Regions from separate parts of the Hordeum vulgare genome. Here region 2 is linked to region 1. Evidence: chromatin contacts called from public Hi-C data. All regions are on one chromosome and are shown on one strand. The core of a region is the stretch at or near the end of the contact, and the rest is flanking DNA. Distances in the headings are between cores, read along the strand shown. Region 1 holds the start of LOC123424924 (rho GTPase-activating protein 7-like). Region 2 has its middle 81 kb from the start of LOC123424925.

Evidence for each region. A called contact is a pair of places that touch in the nucleus more often than the background predicts.
Region 2: a Hi-C map of leaf shows a contact between it and region 1, with 3 times the contacts expected there. The contact joins the enhancer-like site here to the promoter of LOC123424924 in region 1. A contact is called at or near these places in 4 of 6 Hi-C or Micro-C datasets (leaf, seedling and an unstated tissue).

What each region holds. Positions count from the first base shown.
Region 1 is chr2H:57,076,262-57,083,143 of MorexV3_pseudomolecules_assembly, forward strand. It overlaps LOC123424924 (rho GTPase-activating protein 7-like), which reads right to left and starts at 4,693. Exons shown (of 22, transcript XM_045108610.1): 1 at 4,257-4,693; 2 at 3,321-3,357; 3 at 659-735. The coding sequence starts at 4,295.
Region 2 is chr2H:57,235,026-57,242,721 of MorexV3_pseudomolecules_assembly, forward strand. No RefSeq gene overlaps it. Among protein-coding and RNA genes, the nearest start is that of LOC123424925, 81 kb to the right of the region's middle. Within about 2 kb of position 4,961, at least 2 of the 3 cell types and tissues checked have open chromatin away from gene starts, as enhancers often do. A contact at or near this core is called in leaf, where this site is marked.

The sequences.
Region 1 (6,882 bases), core at 3,443-5,942:
CAAGAACAAGCATAAGTCAAGGAAGTGAGAATTAACTCATAAGACGGACCAATGAATGGATGGTACAATATATCTAACAAGTAGTTCCCTTAAACAGCATTCACGGGGTAAGTAGGGCAAGAACAAGAATAAGCAGGTTAAAGCCAGCTAAGCATCAAGTACTGAACATAATTCGGTATATTTTTTTTACTTTTCAAGTGAAGGACCACATGAGAAGTTGGTGCAAACCAGAACAAAAGAAATAAAGCTGCAATCACATCAAGCAGCAAGCACTGAGAAGATGTCACTGAGATTGAACTAACAAAAAAGTACCACTCTAAAAGAAGACTGGAAACAGCAAAGCCAAAGTAACCATTCAGCTATTCAGCACTAAATTCAAGACAGTGTATACTCGCACAAGATATTGATCTTGGTATACACACATACATGTCAGGACATATGAAAAAAGTTAGAACAACAAACCAGACTATTACATATTGGCAGTGACCAAGATATGATTAAAGCATCTAGCTGGATATTATACTAGATCCAGTTCCGAAATATTGGACCAAAAAGCAAAACGAAAAACAATTTCTGGTCTGATAAATCTTCTTAATTTATGCTTTCCAGTATACATAATATCTATATCCGCATTATGGGCAAAAATTAAATTACTAACAGGATCATTCTTGAAGAAAATCAGCGATGTTCGGGTGAGGATGAACCAACGCTTTTTCCAAGATTTCCATCCGATTCCTGGAAATCATATAAGCAACATTCATTTTCAGGTAAAAGAAAAATAAAACTGTATAACAATATAAATAGGAAAAATTCTGATTTTCCTTTTAATGATAAGAATATGCACATACTATATTGATAAAAATTCATGACATAACCCATATAGTAGAGGGATTAAGCGCAAATCAAACAAATCGAATAACTAGAATGAGAAATAAACTATGAGAATTACCCTATACAAGATTCGGTTTAGGGTTTCCGAATATCTCATAGAAAATTATTTAATTGTATTAATTTTTAATTTCATGATACGACTGAAATTTTAGTCAGGTATCAGGATACAACTAAACTACTTGAAAATTTATGGCAGACTCAGGAACTATTAAGAGAAAGGGTATTAAAAGGAAACCAACAACACAGATTCTAACTTGGTCACAAACAATATAGAACCTATAGCTCCCTCTCTTACTTTGGGCCTGTAACAGATATGGATGGCTGTGATGTTGAAAACATGTTAAGGAAACTGGGAATGGGCCCCATGTGGAACTTCCCCACATGGACAGGAAACACAGCTAACTATAATGCCATAATGGTATTATGAATTGATGCATTTCCATCTGTGGCTCCAATCTACAGTCCAATTCAACCAACGGATTCACGATGTGAATACAAGCAACTCAACATTTCTGAGTGGTGGAGGCTGGCAATCAGTTCTGCATCGACGGTTCAAGGGGATGGAACGGCAATCATGAGACAGCTCACCACATGGTTGATCTGGAAGCACTGGAATGCTAAAAAGCACGGACACGGCAGAACCAGCCGAATCCCGGTGCTGACACGGAAGGACACGGAGATACGCTGTGACACGCGTATGCCACTGTATTTCACGAAATACGAATTAAAAAAAACGGTGTGACACGGCTGGGATACGTACAGGACACGTAGCGGACACGTGAGGCCAAACTTGGCCTCGGCCCGACAGAAAAACTTGTTCTTTTTTTGCAGATTCATGCACGGGCGATACAAAAGGAGCGCTCGTCGCTCGAAACCTCCTCGTCCACACCAGAAATAGGGATTCCCCGCTCCTAGACTCGCTGCCGCCAGCTCCTGGACTCGCCACCGCCGCGAGCTGCTGGACTGGACTCGCCGCCGCGAGCTGCTGGACTGGACTCGTCGCTGCCAGCTCCTATGGAGTCGCCGTCGCCTCCTGCACCTAACCGCCGTTGTTCCCCAAGTGCAACCGCCTCTCCCCTCAATGGAAACCAAGCCGGAGCAGGTAACCTCGAGTCCTCGACCTCTTTCTTTCATCTGTATGAATCGACTTGCTATGAATCTGTTGGTTGGTGTTGCTTTTGATGCTTGCTGTAGTTCCTGTTGTATCCTTGCTGATTGAATGTTTATTGCTGCTGCTACTTGGTTCATTGGTGGTGTGGGCATGCTTGAAGGTGTAGATCTTTCACTTGATGAACCAGCTTTGGAGGAGGAGATAATAGATTCTCTCACTTGAGTCTCTTTATCCATCAAGCTTCAGCCATCAGCCTAGCTGTCTAGGAGCTTATTTAATTTATGTTTCTACCATTTATGTAATGCACTCTTAAATTGTTAGACTAAGGCCATTTGAACTGTTTGCTATTGGAGTCTGGTTCTTTGGTTTGTATTATGCTTCTAAATGCTATTGAAGTATTGGGAGCTATTGGGAGCTAGCATTGCAGATTGGGTAAGCAAACTTCTTTGCTGTTTGTCAAGTACCACTTTAGATTATTATGATTTATCTCTCTAATAGACTGTTGTTTGATGTGTTTTGCACGATGCAATGACATGGATTTGGTTTGGATGGTCAATCAAGCACTTCAATTGAAATAGGAGGCAACAGACAACAAATGGAGCAGTATTTCTTTCTCTTTTTCTGTCTTTAACTCTATATTACATGGATATTTATATTTTTTATATATATACTTGTCGTGTCCCCGATGGGCTGTTTTTGGAAAAAGCCGTATCCCGTGTCCCCGTATGCGTGTCACCGTGTCCGTGTCACCGTATCAATGCTTTTCAGCTGGAATGCATGTGTCCTCGATGGAAACCAACCAAATATCGTGTGCTTGCTCATACAGATTCAGGTGGAAGCAAGGTCTTGAGAAACAGCAGGTGCGACAGGGTTACGGCAGATCCTGCCAACAGGAACTAGTGCTCTTGCTTAGTGTTGTATGGGTATTGGGCTGTAATTATGAACTCTTCTTTCTAACAATTCAAGGCACGGGACTTTCGTGATTTCTCGAGCGAGAGAAAATACAAGCAACTCGTCATGATCTAGCCCCCATCTTATTTATTTTTTGTACTAATACAGAGAAACCTTCAGCAGCAGCATCAACAAGACATATATGTTTTAGCTCTGCATATAATCCATTTCTTCTTGATGATGATTTTTCAAGAACAAAGAGAAAGAAAGTCACTACTGTTACCTTTTAACAATGGTACTAAAGACAAGTGTAAATGCTTAATGTAGACACTTATATACGTAGCTTTGCTTCAAAAGGAATAAGGTAAGCAGCATTGCTATGACCCCAAAAGGACAGTTAACTAATGTGTGATGTAAACAATTTTACCTTTGGATGATATGAAGAGAGGGCCACTCTTAAATACCTGGTTATGAGGTAATTTTGATGTCAGAAACAGCACGAAGAGTTAATGATAACACATAACAGTATCTTGAATGCTTAGAAGTCAGTCAACTGGGTACTCATTACCCAGATATAAACGTAACACTGTTAAAGCGATAGTTCAACAGGAACCTACATATCTGATACATTGAATAATGAACAAATTGAATAATGAGACGTCACTCATTTCGGAACGGGTGGAAGCTCTCCAAATAGCCGAATGAATGTACGCAGCTTGTTCCCCTATGCGTGCAAAAACGGAAGGAGGAAAAACTACAGCAAATTCTTGACCATGCTCCTGAAATTAAAATCCCCGTGCACTACAAATCCTTGTTTATCTAATGGGGCACATCCCTGAAACCAATTCGACACACAGAAGCAGTTCCTCGTTTGAATGCACCTATTTTCCTTAAATGTAACCACCTCCAAACAGTTCCATCGGCATTCATGTGCCGTATTAATCACTAATCAGCTATACTCCAAGCGAAATTAAATCGGTCCTGCGGCCCATCCGCTTATGGTTGAGCAATACTAGGACATACACTCTCAAGTTCAGCCAAAAAAACAGAGGCCGCAGCAAGCTCGCACCATCCATCGCTCTGTTGCCTTTCGCATCAGAGCAGCCACACATGACACCACCCCTGAGCCGCATTGCTCCTCGGCCCCATCTCGCCTCCCAGAGCTCAACCCCGAAAATTCCACAAACGGAAACAGTGAAGCACCAGCCCGCACGCCAAAGCAGAGCATCTCCCGGCCGGGCGGCGTCAGATACCCCAAACCCCAACCCCATCCCCCCGCCAAAAAAAAACAGCATCTCCCCCAAACGCAAGCGAGGAATCCGAGGGCGAGGGAGCGCACACAGGAGGGGAGGAAACCACTCACCGGGCCGCCGCTCGGCGCCGCCCCCGCCGTAGCCGCCATCCCCGCCGCGCCTCCTCCTCCTCCTCAGATCGTCCGCAGCAGCCAGCCAGCCAGCGCCGCCACCGCAGCAGCCACTAGCACAGAAGCAGCGGCGGCCGCATTGGATCCAGGCCCGCGCCACCGATCTGGCGTGCGGTGGAAGCGCCGCGACGCGCAGCGGGGATTAGGCGGTGGTTAGGATTTGGTGCTCGGGTTTTTTCGGAGGTGCCGCTGCCGCTGAGGAGAGGGGGTGGAGGTGGAGGTGGAGGAGCGAATGCGACAGCGATTACGCGACCGCACGCACGCACACACGGGCTGCCCGCCTGCCCGCCGTGATCCCTCCCTCCTCTCCCCTCTCTCTCTCTCTCTGTGTAAATTTTCTCTCTCCGGTCTGCGAGGAGTTTGGGGGGAGTCCACTCCACTTTGGTTGTGCTTGTGCGGGGGGTGGGGGGTAGGGTAGGGGTGGGGTGGGGGGAGCTTGCTCCGAAAGCTTTCTCGATTTCTTTAGCCACGATGCCGCGCTGTCCACACTTGCTTTAGATTAACCTTTCCGCCTTATCCTGCCTTTGCCCCTCTGGATGGATCTAGACATCTATTACCTTAAACTAGATCGCCACCTCGTTTTTCCTTGGGCACAAAAATGGTTGGGAAATGAAGCGTGACCAACACAAAATACACATGGCCGATGCTTTACGGCTGGTAGCTTGGTTTGGTTCGTCTCCTGGGCTCCATGCATTTGCCACAAAAGAATGCATCCACTATATGGTTCGATCGTCTAATCACGTCTTTTTGTTCGATATATATACATACTCCACGTACGAGCCACACAAGGCTCACCGGAATGTTATTACAGCAGAGACCGATCCAACCACTAAAACTGAAGCAAAAAAAAAAAAAAAAAGTTCCGAATGGCATGCACGAGGGCTCGTGGCGTACTTGTATCTGGTAGGTGGTGGGAAGCGACAGTTTTCATGGCGGCAACAACATTGTTGTACGCAGCAAATAAATCTACGAGGTACAATTCCATAAATGATAAATCTGGCCGGGCCGCACTGACTGCCCAGCGCATCCATCCATCCCGGCCATCAACCATGCTGCAATGTGACACCCGTAAAACTGTAATGGCAGCTTATTAAGACGGAACATCAACAGAAACAGCAACGGTGCGCAGAGCATCGATACGTTTCCCGAGAGCCGCTCTTGGCATCGCGTGAGCCGTCGGGGAGGGCTTCGGCAGGGGCAGGCAGGGATTAGGTGCGACCCGGCCAGAGAGAGCAGAGTAGAGTAGGTGCGACGCAGATACAGCGGTGGGATAAAATAAAACAACGGGATGTTCTCTGTAGAAAAAAACGTTTTCTTGCTTGTTATTTCTACCTGCTACAGTTGCCCACCGAGTTGGATGGGGCAGGGCTGGGCGGCTTTCGGGCCGGGCCGGGCCCGCCTGGCCTGAAGGACCACCACCGTTTGGATGGATGGATGGAGGAGGGCTTTGCTATGCTAGCTGGGTGAGCTTTTGGCTGGTGGCGCCGTAGCGAACTGATGGCGATCCATTTGTTTTGGTGCTTCCTCTGCGGCGGGTTTGCTGAGGGGAATCTGAGACGAGTAATGTGCCTGTTGTTGTGAGGAGGAGAGCAAGTTGGACCTGGACCTGGTGTGTTTGTTCCCACGGGGGCGTTTGATTAATTACCGTGTGTGAGTTTAGTGGGAGCCACTCGCTGGTTTGTGCCCGGTGCGGTCCTCGTCAATGGCAGCGCAGCGGCGCGTGACTGGTGGAGGCGCTCGTGTCATGTGAATGCGCGTGTTTTGTTGTGTGCGTCTCCTTCGTAACCGCGGGGAAAGCGATTTGTGGATGGATATGGAACTCCTTGATTTGATGTGTGACGATGTTAATCTTGGAAACATCTCGAGTGAGTCAAGTGGGTGGGCGATGGATATAGAGCACGACATCTTGAGTCCACACGGCGCCTCGTGGTCGTGAAGGACATCTCATTCCATGGAATGATCATGGACATCAACAAAAAGACTGAAATAAAATACAGAAAAATATAAGCATTGATGTTAATTTTAAGACTTAAACCTTGATGGACTGATTTCTTTAAAAAAAAGGTGAAGATCTAAGCTACACCCAGTTGGATGACATCCGTTTTAAGGGTAGTGGTGTGCAGATCTATACCAGACAAAGTATTTTTATTGTCGCCGAGCTAATTTGCAATTTATGTAACAGAAAAATGGCATGGCTACTATTTCGTATGGAAATGGTTGACTGCAATAGTAGCTCCACTGTTGCACCAAAATTCTCGCGGGTTTGTTATTTCTCAATGGATCGAGGAATAGTTATAGCTCAATTACGCATGACGATTTATGATGCTTTTAGTTTTGTGGTTTCAGAAATATTATAAATCTGACATCGGGATTAAACAATTCTCGAGCGAACTATTTAACTGACACACAAATCATAAAACGGTAGCGGAGACTTCAACAAACACGTACGTTCGCTCAAATATAATCAGTCAAGCGCATTATCCTATCCACTCCCCCATCCAATCTCCCCACCTCCCCCCCCCCCCCCCCCACTAGCATGCCTTCTCCGTTTTTCTCTCTACTTCTC
Region 2 (7,696 bases), core at 3,711-6,210, 160 kb after region 1:
GACATATTCCCCAGTGCATTCTCTTTCGCTAGCTCTGAGGATGCATCCGTCCACGACTTCCTGAGCACGCAATCGTTGCAAGAAAGGTTCCTGCTACCGCTCTCGGTGCAGGCTCACGATGAAGTCAAGCTGCTGCTGGAAGAAATATGCGAGAGGATGCCCAACCCTAATGCAGATAGATGGACATGCACCTGGCGAGCCGATGACTTCAAGACATCGGAATATCGTAGGTTCTGCTTCAAAGGGGTGGTTGCCCATGTTGGAATTATGCCCTAGAGGCAATAATAAATATAGTTATTATTATAATTCCTGTATCAAGATAATCGTTTATTATCCATGCTATAATTGTATTGAATGAAGACTTATATACATGTGTGGATACATAGACAAAACACTGTCCCTAGCAAGCCTCTAGTTGGCTAGTCAGTTGATCAACGATAGTCAGTGTCTTCTGATTATGAACAAGGTGTTGTTGCTTGATAACTGGATCACGTCATTAGGAGAATCACGTGATGGACTAGACCCAAACTAATAGACGTAGCATGTTGATCGTGTCATTTTATTGCTACTATTTTCTGCGTGTCAAGTGTTTGTTCCTATGACCAAGAGATCATATAACTCACTAACACCGGAGGAATGCTTTGTGTGTATCAAACGTCGCAATGTAACTGGGTGACTATAAAGATGCTCTACAGGTATCTCCGAAGGTGTTCGTTGAGTTAGTATGAATCGAGACTGGGATTTGTCACTCCGTGTGACGGAGAGGTATCTCGGGGCCCACTCGGTAATACAACATCACACACAAGCCTTGCAAGCAATGTGACTTAGTGTAAGTTGCGGATCTTGTATTACGGAACGAGTAAAGAGACTTGCCGGTAAACGAGATTGCAATAGGTATGCGCATACTGACGATCGAATCTCGGGCAAGTAACATACCGAAGGACAAAGGGAATGACATACGGGATTATACGAATCCTTGGCACTGAGGTTCAAACGATAAGATCTTCGTAGAATATTTAGGATCCAATATGGGCATCCAGGTCCCGCTATTGGATATTGACCGAGGAGTCTCTCGGGTCATGTCTACATAGTTCTCGAACCCGCAGGGTGTGCACACTTAAGGTTCGACGTTGTTTTATGCGTATTTGAGTTATATGGTTGGTTACCGAATGTTGTTCGGAGTCCCGGATGAGATCACGGACGTCACGAGGGTTTCCGGAATGGTCCGGAAACGAAGATTGATATATAGGATGACCTCATTTGATTACCGGAAGGTTTTCGGAGTTACCGGGAATGTACCGGGAATGACGAATGGGTTCCGGGAGTTCACCGGGGGGGCAACCCACCCCGGGGAAGCCCATAGGCATTGGGGGTGCCACACCAGCCCTTAGTGGGCTGGTGGGACAGCCCAAAAGAGCCCTATGCGCATTGGAAGAAAAATCAAAGAGAAAAGAAAAAAAAGAGAAGGAGGTGGGAAAGGGAAGAAGGACTCCACCTTCCAAACCAAGTAGGACTCGGTTTGGGGGGGAGACCTTCCCCCTTGGTTCGTCTGACCCCCTTGGGAGTCCTTGGACCCCAAGGCAAGGCTCCCCCTCCTCCTCCTATATATAGTGGGGTTTTAGGGCTGATTTGAGACAACTTTCGCCACGGCAGCCCGACCACATATCTCCACGGTTTTACCTCTAGATCGCGTTTCTGCGGAGCTCGGGCGGAGCCCTGCTGAGATAAGATCATCACCAACCTCCGGAGCGCCGTCACGCTACCGGAGAACTCATCTACCTCTCCGTCTCTCTTGCTGGATCAAGAAGGCCGAGATCATCGTCGAGCTGTACGTGTGCTGAACGCGGAGGTGCCGTCCGTTCGGCACTAGATCGTGGGACTGATCGCGGGACGGTTCGCGGGGAGGATCGAGGGACGTGATGACGTTCCACTACATCAACCGCGTTCACTAACGCTTCTGCTGTACGGTCTACAAGGGTACGTAGATCACACATCCCCTCTCGCAGATGGACATCACCATGATAGGTCTTCGTGCGCGTAGGAAAATTTTTGTTTCCCATGCGACGTTCCCCAACAGCCCATGCAGCTTACGACTGGTTGTGGAAATCAAAATGCACGCTGAAGATCAAGGTGTTTGGTTGGTTCCTGCTGATGGATAGGCTTAACACAAGAAATATGCTCAAAAGAAGACACTATAATATAGGATCCATGTTGGATTGTCTGCTGTGTGTCCGCCATGTGGAGGGGACACTTGAACATCTCTTCTTTGGATGTGGGTTTAGCAAAAGTTGCTCGGAGCTGTTAGGGATTAGATGGGATGCTTTTGATCATAGGCTGGAGGTGTTGCAACACCAGAAGATGACGCATCCCCGGAAGATGTTCATGGAGATCTTCTTGGTAGCAGCTTGGAGTCTGTGGAAAGAAAGAAACAACAAATGCTTTGAGAATGTGACACCTTCTCTAGACTCTTGGAGACATAGATTTGTAAAGGACTTCTCCAACCTTAGACATAGGGTGCCAGCTAGCAAGGCACATCTAGTGGACAACACTCTTGCTTCTTTGTTGATCCCCCCTAGTGGTGTTAAACCCTCAACCACCCCCCCCCCCCTCATGTACATGTAACATTGACAGCTTGCTTATATATACATGCAGTAGGAGCCTTTCCTACTGTCTTACACTAAAAAAATGAATTCAAGGGGCTTGACCACCCTCTTGTCCGCTTTGGATGCAAGTGTTTGGTTCCCTGTGTGTAGGTGCTCCTAAAGAAGGTTTGCATGATTCCCTATTGGTTCAATAACATTTGTTCTCACTCGGGGAAATACTTATCTCTACTATGTTGCATCTCCCCTCCTCTTTGGGGAAAACCCAAACGGTTTACGAGTAGCAGGGATGCACACCGACCATAGTGTCAACGGCTGGCGAAAACATGACGATGGTTTCAGGAGCAAAGGTGGCGCGACGAGAGGAGGGGGGTAGCGGTTGGGCATTCGCACATGGTTGTTTTTGGTTTGTGGCACCAGCCCGCGTGCCACAAATACGCGGTTTGCCCTCCCTTTTATTTGGCCCGCCAATTTGTTTTATTACAAGTTTAGTTGTGGGAGGTTTTTTTCGAACGCTCTAAAATAGGATTGATCTCGAAAACGATCTTAGGCTCAAGATGCGAGGAGGCCTTACAAACTTGAATAGAGTGATTATTACAAGTGGGCGATACTCAGGGCTCGTGATTCTACAAGAAAAAAAAGGAAAAAATATATATAAAAATATGCACTTACATAGGAAGGCATCCTTGTGTGTATAGAGTAAAATGCATATTTGCCCCCCTAAACTTGATGACCATGTTCATAATAGTCCGTAAAGCGAGGAAGTGCTTCAATATGGTTCTCATACTTGCAAATACGTCTTTGATATCGTACTTGGAACTTGGTGCACTAGTCCCGACCTATGGTCACATGTGCGTATCTTTGTCTTCTGCGAGCCTAACATCGAACCTTCTATCTCAATTGGATAGGTACATTGAGTGGGGGGATTCTAACCTGCCATCCTTGTTGGAGGGATTAGGTTGGCATCGGAGGAGGACTCGAGGCGTGGGAGGTGTGTCTCGTCCGTTACGAGATGTTGCTATGTCTCATCTCTAGGTGCGGGTTTTTCTCATGTGTTTTTATCGTTTTTTCATTGTTTTCACTGGTTTTTTTGGATTTCTTTGGGTTCTTCTTCATTTTTCTTTGTTTCTTTCTCGTTTTGCATTGTCTTTCCTTGTTTTTCTTCCTCTTTTTAATTTTTTCCTTTTTTCAACAGATGACTACATTTTTCGTACACATTGTACATTTTTCGTATACATCCATTCATTTTTTAATTTAATATTTTTCAAATACATGATTAATGTTTAACAAAAATGCTTTGATGTTTAGATTTTCATACACAAAGTATATTTTTTGTATGCGCTTTTATCATTTTTTAATGCATGATCAACCTTTTTCTTATATATATCTTTTGATATCTATTTGTTTCAAACATATTGTATATTGTTGGTACAAATATAAACATTTTTATACACAATTAACATTTTCGGAATACATGCTTTTGAATATATTTTAGAATGTAAAAACATCAAATACAAGTTGAAACATTTTTTATGGTACAAACATTTTTATAATTGTTCGGACATTTTTTAAAATTATATATACATTTTATAAAAATCATAGAACATATTTTGAAACTCTTGAACAGTTTTCAAATGGTACGAAGCATTTGCTTGGGTTATATGCACATTTTTATATTGTATAAACATTTATGAAAATGTAACGTACATTGTTTTGAAAAACATGAATACTTGTGAAATACAACAAGCTTTTTTAGTGCCATATTTGGAAACATATTATGCTAACATTTCTTAACGCAACATTAACTTTGTTTTTAACGTGCAATGAACTTTTAAATTTTAAATATAATATTTTTCCATTTTAAAATGTAAATAAGATTAATAAGAGAAAAAATATGTTCGCTTACTAGGCTCACTAATTGAAAAATTCTCCAATCACGCGCTTTGGCCTGGTCCATCTAACGGCTACTGAAAATTAACCGATACAAAAAATTGGGCAACTCCTACCTGTCGCTCGTTGCGGCAGGGAGTCCCTCCCACGCACAGGGCGGGTCCAGTAGGCGCGCGACACTGTAACTAACTTGGATGTGCACGGTGTGTTTGTTCTTTAGGACTGATGCTCCCATTTTGACCAGATATGACTCCTAGCTTATGTGGTAGTAACACTTCGTGTAAAGCATTCGATCCTGTGTTTGAATCCCCGTGGTTGCAATACTTTTTTGAGCTACAGTACATCATTCGATCATGTCTTCATGGGTCAGCCCAGTCACAAACCCGCCTGTGCAAAACGGTAACTCCTTCTCGCAGAGAGTGGCATATAGGAGGTCCCGGGACCTCCTATCCGCCACTTCTTGCGGCAGACTACAGGATAAACAGCATAAACGCATAGGGGCCCTAATTGGGTCGGCCCAATGGCTAATGAGGGAATCGAGTGTGCCACCGATTTGCCACAATAAATTTGCAAAAAATAAAGCATTACCGAAGATTGAACATGAGACCTCCTGCAAAAAAAACTTTTCGTGATAGCCAACATATATAATACTCCCTCCGTCCAAAACTTTTTGTCTTAGTTTATCTAGAAATGAATGTATCTAAATACTAATACATGACTAGATGCATTAATATCGAGAAAAATTAAAGACAAGAATTTTGGGACGGAGGGAGTATGAGCTAGTGATTACATAACAATGCAAGCTTACAAGAACCAGTACAAACGAAGAACCAAACAATTCCTTTTTTCCGTGTTTTTGAATGCTTTGTTCAAAATTCCAAAATATGTTCTTGAATTTTTAATTTGTTCAAAAATTCAAAAACAAAATGTTCACAAATTTTGAAACCAGGAACATGTTTTGAATTGTGAATTTTTTTTTGAAACATGAAAAAATTTCAAATTCGTGAAGAAAATTACAAAATTGTGAATATTTTATGAATTCTACACAAATTTTGAAACCATAAAGATTTATCGAATTCTGAACAAATTTAAAACATGAGTAAAATCACGAACATTTTTTGAATCTGCGAAAAAAATTAAAACCTTGAATATTTTTCAAATTGTGAACAAATTTTAAACATTAACAAATTTCGAATTTTGAACAATTTTTGAAACTCTAAAGATTTTTTGAATTGTGAACAAATTTTAAATTCGTGAGCAAAATTATACAATTATGAACATTTTTCAAATCTGCAAACAAATATTGAAATTTCAAAAAAATTTGGAATTCTGAACAAATTTTAAAACATGAACAACTTTAAAATGCGTGAATGAGATTATAAAATTGCAAATATTTTTCTTTCAAACCGATATATTTTGAATTCTAAACAAATTTCATTTCGTGAATTTTTTTATAAAATTGTGAACAATTTTCAAATTGTGAACAAACTTTAAAGCCATAAACTTTTTTGAATTGTGAACAAATTTTGAAACCATGAACATTTTTCAAATTATGCACAAATTTTGAAACCTTGAAATTTTTCGTATTGTGCACAAATTTTAAGTTAATAAAAGAACGAAATAGAAACAAAAGGAAAAAATGAGAAAAATAAAAAAAATAAAAATCAATCAAAGGAAAACCCGGTTCAGGAAATGTTCTAGAAGTTCCCCATTACCAGAAGCAGCTTGACGCAACAAACGGCAAGTAGCATTTTTAAAATTGGCAAGCTCGGCCCATCTGATCTTTGTTTTTTGTTTTCTAAAATTTAAATGAGTGGCGATAGGATAGATACGAACTAGAGATCTTCTGATCGACATGACGCTGCACTAACCACCAAACAACGATCATCCCAAGTGTTCAGTTTCCTCTTCTTCACTCTTTTCTTCTATGTCTTTTTCTTCTTCAATATTCTTTTTATTTATAACAATTATGTACAATTTTATTCTTTTTCCTAAGTTGAATGAACTTTTTCAAATTTGAATGAGCTTTATTTTAAAAACAATGATGAAAAATTTCCCAATTTTAATTAACTTTATTTTAGAAAACGATGTCTTTTTTCAAAACCGATGAACGTTTTTTCGAATTCGATGAACTAATTTCAGATTCAATGTACTTTTGCCAAAACCGATTAACATTTTTCAAATTTGATGAACTTTTATAAGTTTGATAAACTTTTTTCGAATTCGATGAACTTTTTTCAATTTTATGAACATTCTTAAAAGTTGGTGAACTTGTTTCCGAATTTATGTGTTTATTCAGATGATATATTGGGTATATGTTAGCGTTTTACTAAAGGAAAAGGTTAAGTAGCATTTATTTCTTCTAGTAGTCAGCAAGGTTAGTTTTGTTTGTTTTGAGGGATATCAACAATGTTAGTTTGGTCTACTCATTAGTGCGAAGGGATCACAATAATTCAAACTCATGGCCGAATTGTTGCGATCCCCTATAGCATTTAGTATTGCTATATATTTTTTTTCTTCTTCGCGTTCCCCTCGAGCAGGTTATTGGGACCGCCCGCTAAGCACCCCTACGAGCGTGAGGAATGCCAACAGGCGCTTAGATCCCCGAGTGGGAAGTCCCAAAATTCATTTAACTTATGAGGTGGCCACTAGGCACCACCCCGGGCGAGGGGATATGTGGCGCACCCTTGTACCTAGTGAAGGCCGTGGGCCTCCGTTTGCGTTGATTCCACCTTCAAAAAATCTCATATATTCCAAAATAATTCTCCGTAAATTTTTATTGCATTTAGACTTCATTTAATATGGACATTCTGCGAAACAAAAAAAAATGCAACAAACTGGAACTGATACTTGGCACTAGATCAATATGTTAGTCCAATAGATCATATAAAATATTGCCAAAACATGTGAAAGTTGTATAATATTGGCATGTAACAATCAAAAATTATAGAGATGACGGAGACGTATTAACATCCCCAAGCTTAATTCCTGCTCGTCCTTTTTGATGTTGAATGCTACCTAACATAATCTTGATCATATATCTAATCATATCATTAATATTAAGATACGAGTGATTCAAGGCAATAGTCTATCATTTGACAAAAAGATATACATACTCAGGTTTACTAGCAAACAATCATGTCCTTTCAAAATAACAATGCTAATGAAAGATATTCCTACAAAATCATATAGCCTCTCATGCTTGG